Linked DNA regions of Mus musculus: regions 1 and 3 are each linked to region 2. A link is a contact called in public HiChIP or PLAC-seq and Micro-C data. All regions are on one chromosome and are shown on one strand. The core of a region is the stretch at or near the end of the contact, and the rest is flanking DNA. Distances in the headings are between cores, read along the strand shown.

Evidence for each region. Hi-C and Micro-C count contacts between places; a contact is called where the count stands out from the background. HiChIP or PLAC-seq counts read pairs in DNA pulled down with a chosen protein or histone mark.
Region 1: a contact with region 2 is called in a Micro-C map of embryonic stem cells, with 5 times the contacts expected there. The contact joins the promoter of Mettl8 here to the promoter of Gad1 in region 2. A contact is called at or near these places in 2 of 484 Hi-C or Micro-C datasets (both in embryonic stem cells) and 1 of 9 other capture datasets (embryonic stem cells).
Region 3: an H3K4me3 HiChIP or PLAC-seq map of embryonic basal ganglia shows a contact between it and region 2, with 6 times the contacts expected there. The contact joins the enhancer-like site here to the promoter of Gad1 in region 2. A contact is called at or near these places in 3 of 39 promoter capture datasets (the C10 cell line, hippocampal neurons and neural stem cells), 1 of 15 datasets of contacts at CTCF or cohesin (large pre-B cells), 4 of 484 Hi-C or Micro-C datasets (CD8 T cells, cortical neurons and cumulus cells), 22 of 115 datasets of contacts at active chromatin or transcription factors (the NIH/3T3 cell line, VIP interneurons, bone marrow-derived macrophages and 13 more) and 4 of 9 other capture datasets (adipose tissue, embryonic stem cells, liver and 1 more).

What each region holds. Positions count from the first base shown.
Region 1 is chr2:71,053,184-71,057,331 of GRCm38.p6, reverse strand. It overlaps Mettl8 (methyltransferase like 8), which reads left to right and starts at 1,726. Exons shown (of 10, transcript NM_145524.3): 1 at 1,726-1,961. Dcaf17 (DDB1 and CUL4 associated factor 17) reads right to left here and starts at 1,588. Exons shown (of 14, transcript NM_001165980.1): 1 at 1,213-1,588; 2 at 734-837. The coding sequence starts at 1,338.
Region 2 is chr2:70,560,811-70,565,191 of GRCm38.p6, reverse strand. It overlaps Gad1 (glutamate decarboxylase 1), which reads right to left and starts at 3,063. Exons shown (of 17, transcript NM_008077.5): 1 at 2,860-3,063; 2 at 1,282-1,424. The coding sequence starts at 1,360. It overlaps Gad1os (glutamate decarboxylase 1, opposite strand), which reads left to right and starts at 1,835. Exons shown (of 3, transcript NR_040496.1): 1 at 1,835-1,933.
Region 3 is chr2:70,166,844-70,171,085 of GRCm38.p6, reverse strand. The region is part of intron 8 of Myo3b (myosin IIIB); the gene reads right to left. Among named protein-coding and RNA genes, the nearest start is that of Myo3b, 130 kb to the right of the region's middle. Within about 2 kb of position 2,260, at least 39 of the 459 cell types and tissues checked have an H3K27ac peak or open chromatin away from gene starts, as enhancers often do. A contact at or near this core is called in cortical neurons, embryonic basal ganglia, hippocampal neurons and 2 more, where this site is marked.

The sequences.
Region 1 (4,148 bases), core at 477-2,976, 490 kb before region 2:
TTTCCTAGAGTTGTGGAGGTGGAGACAGGCAAATTCATAGCACTTGCTGACCAGGCTGTCTACAGGTATTCTAGCTTCCCAGTCCAGTGAAAGGAGAACCTATCTCAACAAGGTGATTTGCTCCGGAGGAACAACACCACTGAAGCTTGGCACACAGAAAAATGCCCATAATTCTTACAGATGCAAAGTGAAAGATAAAGAGCGGCAATTCCATAATCCCTTAATCCAGGTGACGGGCATGGAAGCATCAATTCACTGTGTCGTTCTCTTCAGTCTGACCTTGAATGGATGGAGGCTGGCTGTTAAATACTATTTATCTACAAATACTATACTTTTGTTTGAACATTTTTTTTCTCTTGGGAAAAAAAAAAAAGTACTTCTAAAACAAAATGCCTGTCTCCTAAGCAGCATCTAATTATTTCACAACCCATTTTCTGGACTCTGATCTTTAAATGGGTATAAAACAGCAAACTGTGCTGAGAAACGTATTATTTTGCCTGTGCTATAATTTTGTGTGAAATAAAAGTATTTACAAAGATGAAGTCCGAAACTTTAGACTTAACGAGTTTTTAAGATCACATGCATTTTCCACCTAGTTTTATTATGGACTCATTTTTTTTTTTTTTTTCATCTTCCAATTTCACTAAGTACTAAAGAAGCCACGTGGTTCTATAAAAACTAGGGTCAGGTGGATTATAGCAAAAAAAAAAAAAAATCATCACCAAGAATTTACCTGCTGACACAGCACCGGTAATTGTCAAAATATATTCTTCCTCTCTCATAGGCTATAGGTGACTTGGAATGAGTTGTCCAAACATTCTTAAATTTAGTACTCTCCTGAAAGACACAAAGAATTTCAGTTTAGGAAAGAACTCAGTCCCCTGCTATGGAACCATTTTCGGTGGGTAGTTGAAATCTACAGTTTTAAAGTACATTGTTTCTCCTTTTTTTTTTTTTTTTTTCTCCCTCTGCCCATAGATGTCGGTTTAGTTGGATGCCCAAGTTTTGAATCGATTGTTTGCAGGAAGGCAAAAGAAGCTTTTTAAAAACTACGCCAGGCGGCGGACCTGAGTACCTATTTTCTAATACCCTAATTGCGGGACACGGATGCCCCTCCCCACGTAAGACCCTCAAAGGGGTATCAGAGCGCGTAAAAAACTGCAGCCCGGCAGGAGGTTGGACCCCGGGCACCCCGACTTCGGCGGGCGTCACCTGGCACACCAGCGCCCGCAGGATGCCCAGGTTCGTCCTCTGCACCACGCCTGCGTCGCGTGCATAGAAGCCCAGAGCCCGGCGACTCAGCCTGCGGCACACATTGGCCTTCCGGGTCCGGCCCATGGAGACTAGGGGTCCGCAGGGCCCAGGAGGGGCGCGCCCCTCACTTCCGCGAGGGGTGGCAGCCGCCACCTGCGAACCTCAAAGGAAGGCTGACGCGGGACCCCGCGCTGGGGACTCGGGGCAGAGATCAAGAGGTAGCGACACACGGATTTGACGCAAAGGAACAGAATCAACGGCGCCTTCCTGGCCCTTCTTTCTGCTCTCGGGATTAACGCTGCACCTCGCGGCCCTCCGTATCCACTCCCTCTCCCGGAAATGTAGTCCCCTTGGCCTTTTCCGCCCCTATGGCTTCTTTTTCAGAACTACAATTCCCGTCAGGCAGAGCGAGGGCTGGCCTGGCCCCGCCCCACCCCTCCCTGCCCCTAGCCCGCCTCTCCTGGCCCTAATAGGCTGCGCCGTAGGGCTGCGCAGTGGGTCGGGTAGCCTTCCGGGCTGCACGCGGTAAACCTGGATAGCTTTGGTGGGTGCTGTGCAGCCACCTGGTGGTGTCGCTTCACCTGTGTGTCCCAGGAAGCAGTCCCTTTCTGCCCTGGTCGTGGGACGACTGCCAACCCCTCCTTTGGCCCTGCAAGGCTCTGGCCACGCGTCCAGAGGGGCGTTGTGGCCAGTGGGACCCTCCAAAGGTACGCCCCGTGGCTTTCCCTCAGCCGCACTTGGGACGTTGTGGATGAGGTTGACTTCAACATTTAGTTGTGTAACCACTATGCTTTTGTATGGTAATTAGTGGTGAAAGTTGCTGTTTTTCCCATCAAAGTAGGATTGAATTTCTCCTTCCCAAAGGCTCGTCCTTGTGTGGCCAGCGGGGACCCTGACTGGTTTTGTGGTAATTGCTGTGTTTTCTTCCTCCTTCCATTTTTCCCCCTTATAGGGAATAAAATATGAAATGTTTGCATTCTTATTGAACTGCCTAAGATAATCCAGGTTGACTTCTCTAAGTAAAAAATAACATTCTCTGTGAACTAGCTCAGCCTGCGTGTTCAAAATTACTAACATACTAAAAATTTCCGTAACTGTATACCAAATGCGACCCGTAACCTCATTGTAAACCCCTTTAGTGTGGTGTCTGCATCTCCCACATAGACTTAATAGACTTGGCATGCCACTCCGTGATCTTAAGTGCTTAAAGAAAAAGTCAGTAAGCACACCAGCTTTCTGATCGACAGAAGTACAGTACAGGATGGATGTGCTGGATCAAACGTTAGCCGTTTCATTTTGTTGTTTTAAATGGAAAACTCTTATACCCTTGATGCATTTCCTTCGGGGTCTGGCTTTTTTGTTTGTTTGTTTGGTTGTTTTGTTGGAGGTTTTTTTTTTCCCCCCCTGATATTTCATGACCTGCTTATAGCATACGGTGGAGTGAGTGCTTTGTATATTTTTAGAAAGCTCCACAATAGTTAATTTGGTCATTCATGAATGCAGCTGTCACTGAAATGCTGGAACCCAGAAAAATATAGCTGGATTTTCTTTGGCTGAAGCGAAATGCAAATCATTGCTGAATTGCACTCATCATTTCCTTTTTGTCTTTCTTGTCGCAGCTCTTGTCTTTCTGTGCTCTCCCACCATGGCTGAGCTTTGGTTTCTGTGCTTGTTTTTCACATGACTTCTAAGATGCCACTATGCTCCACTATTACCACAAAAACAGTAGCAAGTAGTGGGCATATTGTGATCATACCTTCCGCGCATTCACTTTAACATATTAAGTCCCAACAACTGGATGCAGACCACCCATTCAGACATGAGGGCCATGCCCCTCACTTGCTGCTCTACTGTAATGGCGCTGTCTTTCTTGGTTTGGACCAAAGTCCCCCCAGTTTCTCCCAGGTCTGAATGCTTAACCTCTGGAAACTCTGTGCGCTTGAGAAGACTGTTTACTTGCTTCTCCTTCACGTCCACTCTTACCAGGGTGGTACTTCAAGGCCAGTTGCCTCTCAGTGTTTTTCAGGTTTTTCCACGAGGCATCAAGCTTGGCCCCTAAATCATCATAGTAAGTGGTTTCTTTCCTCACAGTCGACAGCCAGTGAGCTGGCTGAGGGACTGCACAATATTCACGGCTTGGGCAGTCCCCATTCTTACCCGGCCTTCTGAATGCTCCCTTCCTGTGCTATTGATCTTACCACTGGGATCCCTAAGGAGAGTCATTAGACCATCTCTGCCTCTCCCACAACCAAGTACTTTTGATTCTATTTCTGTCCAGTCTTTTCATCCCAGTAGTTTTATGCCTTCCTGTTTTCTATCCCATTATTAATTAGCCTTCTGATTGTTCTTCCTGCCTACACTTGGAGACTCTCGATTCCCAACCTGCCGCAGCCTTTTAGAGAGTGATTTCACTAATGCACAAAGCTGTCACATCATTCTTAGTGGCTCCTAGTTACCCACCACAGAATGTCTCAAACCAGAATCCAACCTAGAGTCTTTCATTGTTAAAGTATTTTTGGTATGTTAAATGTATGCAAATATAAAACCATATATAAAACCCTATGTAGCTTTTGTGCAACTATAATAACCAGGCTTTTTGTGAACTAAGTGAAGCAGAGCTATGTAACCAGTAAATTCAAGTGCACACTTATTCTTTTTGTTTGTTTGTTTGTTTTTGCTTTTGTTTTTGTTTTTGTTTTTCCGAGACAGGGTTTCTCTGTATAGCCCTGGCTGTCCTGGAACTCACTCTGTAGACCCAGGCTGGCCTTGAACTCAGAAATCCGCCTACCTCTGCCTCCCAAGTGCTGGGATTAAAGGCGTGCGCCACCACTGCCTGGCTAAGTGACCACTTACTCGTTGTGATCATTTGTACTGTTTTACTGGACCTTAAAAAT
Region 2 (4,381 bases), core at 1,814-4,313:
GCCAAGGCCTGGATCACGTGCCACCGGCACTGACGACTCTGCCTGGGATCTGCTTTGTTGTGTGGGCAATTGTCGCTTGCCTGTGTGCAGGAAGGGGGGGGGGGCTGCTAAGAGAACTGCAAGGTGGCCTGAGGACTTAGGGTCTCCTGCCTCAGAGTCTGCACCAAGAAATTCAAAGGGGGGTTTCCTGCCTTCAGCTTGCCACTTGTGTACACGGGAACTGTTGTTTTCACGGGGCTTACAATAAGTGCCATAAAGACGCCAACAATAAAGCACTCTCAACCACACAGATCTCCCGCAGCTCCTCTTCTGTAGAGATTCTGGTGGTAGGGGGCGCAGAGCTGTCTGGAGCTGATAGAATTTTGGGAGAGGGGTGGTGAAAGACTTAACCCCAACATGGAAAAAAGATAAATCCCACGACTCCAGTCCTCTATGTGGAGTTAGAAAGTCAGGCTGAATTAGAGACAGATCGGATGGGGAAGCATAAATGCCCTTTTATCTGGTTTCTCTATTCTCCCCAAGACTTGTCACCTGCTGACAGGTCTCTAGAAAAAAGCACAGGGGTGCTTCTGCCTCCTGGCTTGCCAAGCCACATCTCCTCCTAGTTAGCTGCCAAGGTGCCCCCCCCCCCGTCACTCTGGATGATGCTTAAATGCCCCTCCCTCGCCTTTTTTTTTTGTCTCTAAGATGTAATTAATTGAATCTCAGGCAGTTTTGTGCACCTTTTACGCCCCTGGCTTCGCCCTCACTCGTCAATAGCTAGACGCAAATTTGGAGCAATTAGGGACCCAGAGTTTTCTAAAAGCTGCAATTAACGTCGAAATTTCCCCTGATTATGGACTGTGAGTACAGCGCTGGGGGCGGGGGGGGGTGGAGGAAAGGAGAGGAGGAGGTCAGGTTTCATCTCAAACCTAGAGCTAGGAAACTGTTCTCGCTGAGACTCCGGGTTCCTCACACTACCCCTCTGTTCTGACCCCTGTTGTCCCGCCAGACACAAAAACACAACACAGCTCCTTGAACGTCTCTGCCCCTTAGACCCCAAAGATCTTTCTTGCCCGGCCCTTGTGAAGTCCTCGCTGCTCTTCGGTGCCCTGGGAGTAACCTCGCGTCCCTGGCAGCCAAATGACCTCTAAGCAGGAACCTGGAATAGGGCCCCATTTGTTTCTCAGCCTCCATCATTTCTACGCTCTCCTTTCGCGTTCCGACAGCGCAGCCTCCCGCAGTGCCAGCGCCCCCACCCTCGCTGCAGTCCATTTAATAGGAAACTGGGGCAGGACCTACTTGTAGGGCGCAGGTTGGTAGTATTAGGATCCGCTCCCGCGTTCGAGGAGGTTGCAGGCGAAGGAGTGGAAGATGCCATCAGCTCGGTGGTCTTGGGGTCTCTACGGTTCAAGGGTCCCCCGCAGACTGGGCGCAGGAACAGGCTGCAAACAGAAGGGAGAGCTGTGCCGGGAGAGCTTCTAGGTCCTGCGGCCCGGGGCACCGAAGTCTCGGAGACAGAAGGGAGACCAAGGGCAGCGAGCTGGCTGGGTCCTGGTGCGCGGTCGGTGGGAGGGGGTGGGGAGGCGCTCGCTAGCTCTGGGACTGGGGCGCAAGCACAGTAGCCCCGGGCGACTCTCAAGTCTAGAGGCGCAACGGGGTGCTCCGAGTGAGGCTCACAGCTAAGGGGCGCCGGAGGCGGGTGCAGGACGCGAGGGATGGGGTGAGGATAGGGCCAGGAGCACTAGGGAGCACTCATCGAGCAAATTCCAGCCCAGCCGAGACAAGCCCCATTGGGCTCCCAGCAGCCTGGTGAACGGGCAGAAGAGGAGGGGGGAGGGCGTGCGGGGCGGGCACGTCTGGTTCGGTGTCTGGCTCCCGTTGTTGTGTCTGGCCAATTCCTTGGAAAGAAGGAGGCTCACAGCGCCGGGGACAGGGACTTTGGTGAGACAAGGTGAGAAGAAATAGGTCCTCCGCCCCTCAGGACTTGACCCGCTAAGAATCAGTCACCTTGCACTCCAGACAGCCAAAAGGCAGCGTGTCGAAGCCTTGCTGATCAGTTTCTTGTCCCACCTCGTTTCTAGCTTTCTCAACCCTAGAGCGAGGCTCCGTCCCAGATTCACTGTTTCTACTCTACCTAGTCCCCAGAGTTCGTTTCACTGAGCCAGAGAAGGTGGCAGAGGGTAAAAAGGAGACCGTCACCCGGTGGCGAATTTGCGCCTAGGGCGCAAGAGACCTCGGATAGAAGAGTGCGCGGTTCCCCTATTTGGTGTTTGTTCGTGGACAGAGTGAGGGAGAGAGGGCGAGAGAAGAGGAAGAGATGGGGAGAAGGAGCGGGCGAAAGAATGAGAGGAGAGGGAGGAGAACGGTAATCTGGGTAAATCTAAGACCCCGCAGAGCGCAGCCCACCAGCCGCCTTTTGCGTGTCGTCCCTCGGGCCGAGCATCTGTCCCCCCCCCCCCCCGCAACCTCCGCGCGCTCTCGCAGCTCCGCGGGCGGCGGTGGGACGCGGGTGCTGGGGAAGTAACAGGTTATCGCTCCTCGCACCTTCTGCCGCTGCTACCCAGGCGCGTATCCGACAGCCGTGAGCTCCGATCCCCCAAGCGCAGGCAAAAAATGGCTCTGGGGTCACTTCAGCCCTTATGTGTCCTCCCGAATGAAATTGATAAGGGTTTCAAGAGCGAGGAGGGTAGGGGATGGGTGCGCCAAACCACAGCTGCGACAGGACTGGCGGGAAGCACTCGGCTGTGGAAGGTGGGCGACAGGCGCGTGCTGGTGGGGTGAGGCAAAGGGCTGGACAAGAAGCCGCAGGCTGAGGGCACCGGGTTGAATAACCGAGGCGGGGCTCTGGCAAGTCCGGGCGATCCGGTATTTACCCACCTCGGTTCAGCGACAGCGAGCTGGACCCTCCCGCGACTCCTCTGCGAAGCGTCCCGGGGCTGGGCTGGGCTCGGCTCTGTCACAGGAGTACGTGCTGGGTGTCACCCCAGGGCTGCTTCCTTGCTTGCACGATCCCTGGTCCGGCACGGGAGAGCCTGAAGAAGGGAGAGATCCGGAGAGGCGGCCGCTGGGCTTGGGGGAGGCGGGGGCGGAGTGGGGAGGCGGGGACCCGCTCGGCGGGGGGAATCACGAGGCCGTTGCTCGCGGGGGCAGCTCGTCCGCGGAGCGCTGGGGCTCCTTTGCAGGTGTCTGACTGCCTCTGGAGCTTTGTAGGGCGATTATAAATCCAGCTCACGGGTTTGCGACCAGAAAGGAGGGTGTGTGTGACAAAGTCCTATGAGTAATCCAGAATGCACTCAGCACGCTCTGTTTTTTGTTTGTTTGTTTGTTTTTTGTTTTTAAATTATTTTTGAGATAGGCGATGTTGGGTGAGGGCAAGGGAAAATATAATTCCTACGAAGAATTTTGTCTCACTGGGTGATTCTTCCTTCCCCTCTTCCTAGCCCTCCATCCCGTATCTTGGAGAAGACTAGAATATTTGCTTTGCCTTGATCAATCTCCTGTGGTTGTCCTGGATTGGCGATTCCAGAAGGTTTTCTCTGGGTGGTGTCCTAGGGAGCGCTCTACTGAGCCAGTATGGCTGTACAGGCAAAGCGGAGATGAGGGGACCACCCAGACAGACCCTGGAGTTTCTGCACTCCCGTTTCTTCTTCCAGTCCATCTCCACACTACCTCGTTCGAACACAGCTACCTGGCACCACAAGAGGCAAGGGGTCTATTTCCCTTTCTCTGAGCCCTCTCCCTGGAGAGGGGTAAAAGAAATCTTCGTAATTGATCATGTCTGAAGGTTAATAACACGCACGAGTGCCGCTCCACACGCCTGGGGCAGCAGAGCATGGAGGGTGGCTCCGGGAAGCCAGGACGGCACTCCGTGTCTTGGCCCGCTCTCCTCGCTTCTTTTCAGTTTCACGCTGTTCAATGATTCTCTCTTGGCAATATTTAAGCACATTACTGAGCGGGGTGAAGTCCCCCACCATAAAAAGGCGGTATTGGAAAAAATTTCCACCAGAGGGCGCCAAACACACAGAGACCCCGTGCTGGCGGCCTTTTCCCTGGTGCGCCCTAGACAACACCTGGAGATGCCCGAAAGGCTCTGTAACGGCCGGCCTCTTCTAGCCTTCTCGCCGCTACCTCCTGGCTTTCTTTTTCCTCTCCCTCCGTTTCTCATCCTTTAGGGGCAAAACAAACTGGATTTTTGGGCCTGTCTGAGTGATGGGGAGTACTCTATGATCGCTTTACTCGTTTTCATAGAGATTTCCCTCATATTGTGGAGCAGCAGACCGGTTTATTCATGTGCACCTCTGGGTCTTCGATGGTTTATCCCAGGCCTGTCTCTTTTTTTGTGACCATCTTAGCGACTTTCATCACCACTCAACGGAAACATCAAAAACAAATAGTATAA
Region 3 (4,242 bases), core at 1,011-3,510, 390 kb after region 2:
TCTCCCTAAGTTGCTTTTTGTCGGGACACTTAATCATCCCAGGAACAGGAATGAAAGGAGGCTACTTCACAAAGCACTTCACCTATGAATACAGTAATAATTACTAGTAACCCTGTCAATCATAATCTGCTAAATCGGCTTTGGAGTCAGCTCTGAGTGAGCCCAGGCACCTGTCATCTAGAGGTCACATTTGCATTGGACTGCTTAGATTCTGAGAGATGAAGAGTATAAACTTTCCAGCTATGTGTCTGGACCAAGGTTCAGTCACAAAGAGAAGCCACGACTGGGCAAGCCTGGGTGCGTCAGTTCTGAAGTCACTTCCCAGATCCACTGCATGTTACCGACTGTTCTAAGCCTCGGTTCCATCTGATGTAAAATGGGATTGTAATGATGCATTCACTACAGAAATCAAATGAACATCAAAGCATGACTCATGAAAAACATTAAACAGAAGGTCAGGCAAGCTGGGGGTGTTCAGTAAGGGGAGTGAGTAACTCTTCCCATTTCTAAAGAGTAGAAGTGAATGGACAGACTTCACCTTCATTACGTCTCTAGGCTATTCCTGACACTGTGTCATAAATGTGTGAGGAATCAGGCTACAACACAAGCAGGCTCCCAGAAATCACAGACTAAATGCTGCTTCTTAGGCCTGATGCTTCCATCTTCAGAAGCCAAAGAAAAGGCAAATTGTGCATGCTATTTTTGGAGTACAAAACAGGAACAGATGAAGACAGCAAGAACTGTCAGATGCATGTAACCTGAAGCGTAAGTTGACAGTTCCCAAAGTTTGAGTAAAGGTCCTCCTGACCTGATCCTAATTCCCTGCAGCTAATGGGTTCTTGCAGAGAGAGAGAGTGTGTCTGGTGTCATAAAGTCCACGTGTATGGGACACCGATGAAGCACAGGACAGGGACAAAGCTGAGTGATGATGGACAACACCATGTCAACAGCATTAATGTGTCTTTTATTGTCATCTAACTCCAGAGAGTCGGTCCCAACCTCAGCAGCAGAGTTCTTGTAAACTCTCCATTCCAGACAGAACTCCTGCGGTGGAACGCTGTCCTTAGGCTTAAGACAGCCATGCCCCTCATAGTCAGAGAAATGTGAATATCCAGAGGAAACCTTCACAAGACTGAACCTGTTGATGGTCCCTCAGAGAGAGAGAGAAAAAGGATTTGGGGATCACCTGACTCTCACCTGAGATTCTGGCCATGCCCACCCTCCTGAGCCTCCTTTCCATCCATAGGTATTTCCATCCCATTGGCTTCAGGTACTAGAGATTGTGGGGTTTAAGGAGGGCACTCTACCTATGAAGCTTTTGGGGGGCCATCACCCTTCACTCAGGCAGGATATTTTGGTGCTGCAGCTGTTAGGGCAGTCACCCAAGCCCGATGAAGTTACTGGATCACAGGCGACATATGGGAATCCTTTCTTTGGCCTCTCATTGGTGTCCTACCTGGAGTGAAGAGATAAGCTTCCCCTCCGAAAAGCTAATGCAACATTCCCCAGCTGTGAGAACTCTCTCAGATCTTAGTCTCCCGTCAGGACCTCTCACATCCCCAAGCTATCGCCAGACATTTAGCTTAAAATACATAGTTCCTTACTTGGATGCTCATGAGTTCCCTAATACTTCATTGGATTGCCTATAGCAGTAGAGGACACTCTTGGCTGGGAGCTGAAGGGGATGAGATTTTGTATGGCCTCTCCTTTCCTAACCATGGTTTGTTGTCCCCAATAAGTCAAAGACCTAATGAGAGGCGATAGGGCACCACACACAAAGGAATGCAGAGCACCGAGGATGCCTAGAGACCAGCTAGAGGATGGCCGAGCCATGGCTCGGTCACAAAGGTGCTCCAGGACAGGGGGTCAGAGGGAAGAGGGCAGTATACAAACTTGCCAAGATGAGCCTTCCCACAGATGTTGGCTCCTCTGGGACTTCCTGACAGCTGCCACTTGAATACATGCAGGAGTTAATGAAACTGAGCCTATTTAACCCCCATCTAAGCAAACAGGAAGGTCAGGTGCTGCTCAAGGTTATGAAGGCTTTCTGGGGAGAGGTGCTTAGCAGAATGTGGTCACACTGCAGAATTCTAAACTGCACACTAAATAAGCATAGCCAAATTCAAACTCTGGGAGGAGCATGGACAGCTATTTTTCTGGAAATGGAGGGAGGAAGCACATTCCCCACCCCCTACTCGGTAGGCTTCTGGTTCCTTAGAACCACCCAGACCCTTGTTCTCTTTCCTGGGCCAATAATGAATGGCAGTAATTACCAGTGTGGGCTCTGCGTGAGTCACGAGGCAGTTCTGGCTTTCTCTCCTTGCAATTCTGAGCCGTGTGTGTGTGTGTGTGTGTGTGTGTGTGTGTGTGTGTGTGTGTGTTACGCACAGCTATTGAAGAGTAGAAAATGGATCACAATTACATTCTGGCTGCCTTTTGAAGACTTGATGGACAGCTGGAGAAAAACCTTCCCGCAGCTGCCAGGATGAGAGGGTAGCCAAGGGGTGGGCATGGAGAGAGGAAAGAAAAGAGATCCTGGAGGGAAAACTATCGAAATGGCGTCAAGTCTAACCCCCCACCACCCGGGAATACTTTTAAAAAGCTGGAGCCGCTCACATTAGAATGGAACCTGGGGTCCAGGCAGCTATGTTGGAGCTTTTCTTTAAGGACATTCTGAGTGCAGAGATGTGGTCAGCGGCTCAGACAACAGACAGCTCACACTCAGAGGGAGACTGGCCCTGAGAACAGGTGCCACTGCAGCTTCAAGTCAAAGGACTCAGCTGCAGTCCTTCCCCTTCCAAACACAGTGGCATTTCCAGGCTGAAGCTAGCAGGTTCCTCAGTGAGTTTAGGGGAGAGGATTTTGAGATTCCTCCCTTCCGTGATTGATGATGGGGGGATCCCCTTGTGTCCTTACTGAGCACTGCAGGAGCACTCCCCAGTCATACTCAGGCTGATACAGGGTCAGCCGCACAACTCACATGCACAGGGAGTCCAGACCCTTGTTTGAGAGGAAGCCGGAACCTAAACTAAATACAGTGTGCTATGACGTCTTACCTGCTCATTCCTGTTTTGAAATGGCTCATCAGAGCAAGAGGACAAAGGCAAAATAGGAACCCGAGATGCCGATGTTCAGTAAGAAATTCACTTTTAGTTGACAAAATACTCTGGAATATCTTGCTTCCTGTCACCCAAAATGAGACAGAACAAAACAAGCAAACACTCTACAATTTTGAAAAGCAAGGATGGCGGTTATTAACAATAGAGGAAGGAAAATGGTAACATAGTTACTACTCTTATCTAAGACAAATACCATCTCTGTGTATAACTCTGGAACGTTTGTAGGTATGGTTGGAAAAATCCTCACACTGTATAAATCACCCAAGAGGTGTAGGTGCAGCCAGAACTCAAGCAATTACAGGTCAGAGTGCTCCCCCAAGTTGCTGGCAGTTGTGGTTTTCCTGCCACAGGGAACAACCATCTAACCAGACCTTAAGCCTTGCAGGAAAGGGTTAATGAGGGCTTTCATCAAGTGCCCATGTAAACCAGTCAGAAAAGTCTCTCTTATCCTAGCTCTTGCAAAAATTAACATTTTGAATCCTCCCAAACATCCTTGCAATCAGGGTTTGCTGCAGTGACATTCGCCCACTGATTTAGCTTAGATCACAATGAAAGCACTTCCTTATTAATCACCAAACGTCAATACTTCCATCAATGGGGTTGGAACATTTTCCTCGGCTTAAGACAGTGTTTATCACAATTGCTGAATGGTTTTTTTCTCAGTAATGTGCTAAACATATAGAGTAGAACTTTAGTGAAATCCAGGGTCTGAATTAAATATTAGTGCTCCACCCTTGAAAAGAAACAAACCATCTATGGGGTTCCAGTTGGACAAGACAAAGAAGGATCTCTGTCACATGTTATCTTTCTACTACTGTCCCATGGAACTAGTATAAGAATTCTTACTGCTGTGACAAAAACAAACAAACAAAACCAAAAAACAACAAAAAAGAACCCAAAAACACGTGCCAGAAACAAGCGGAAGGAAGGAAGGAAGGAAGGGAGGGAGGGAGGGAGGGAGGGAGTGAGGGAGGGAGGGAGGGAGGAAGGCTGGTTGGTTTTAGTTCATGATGTCAAAGAATTCCATCCACGATCTCTTCAGTCAGTGTATTTGGCAGGAGATTGCAGTAAGAACATGAAGGAGCTACTCCCTTCTTGGCAGAGAAGAAGCAGAGAGCAAACT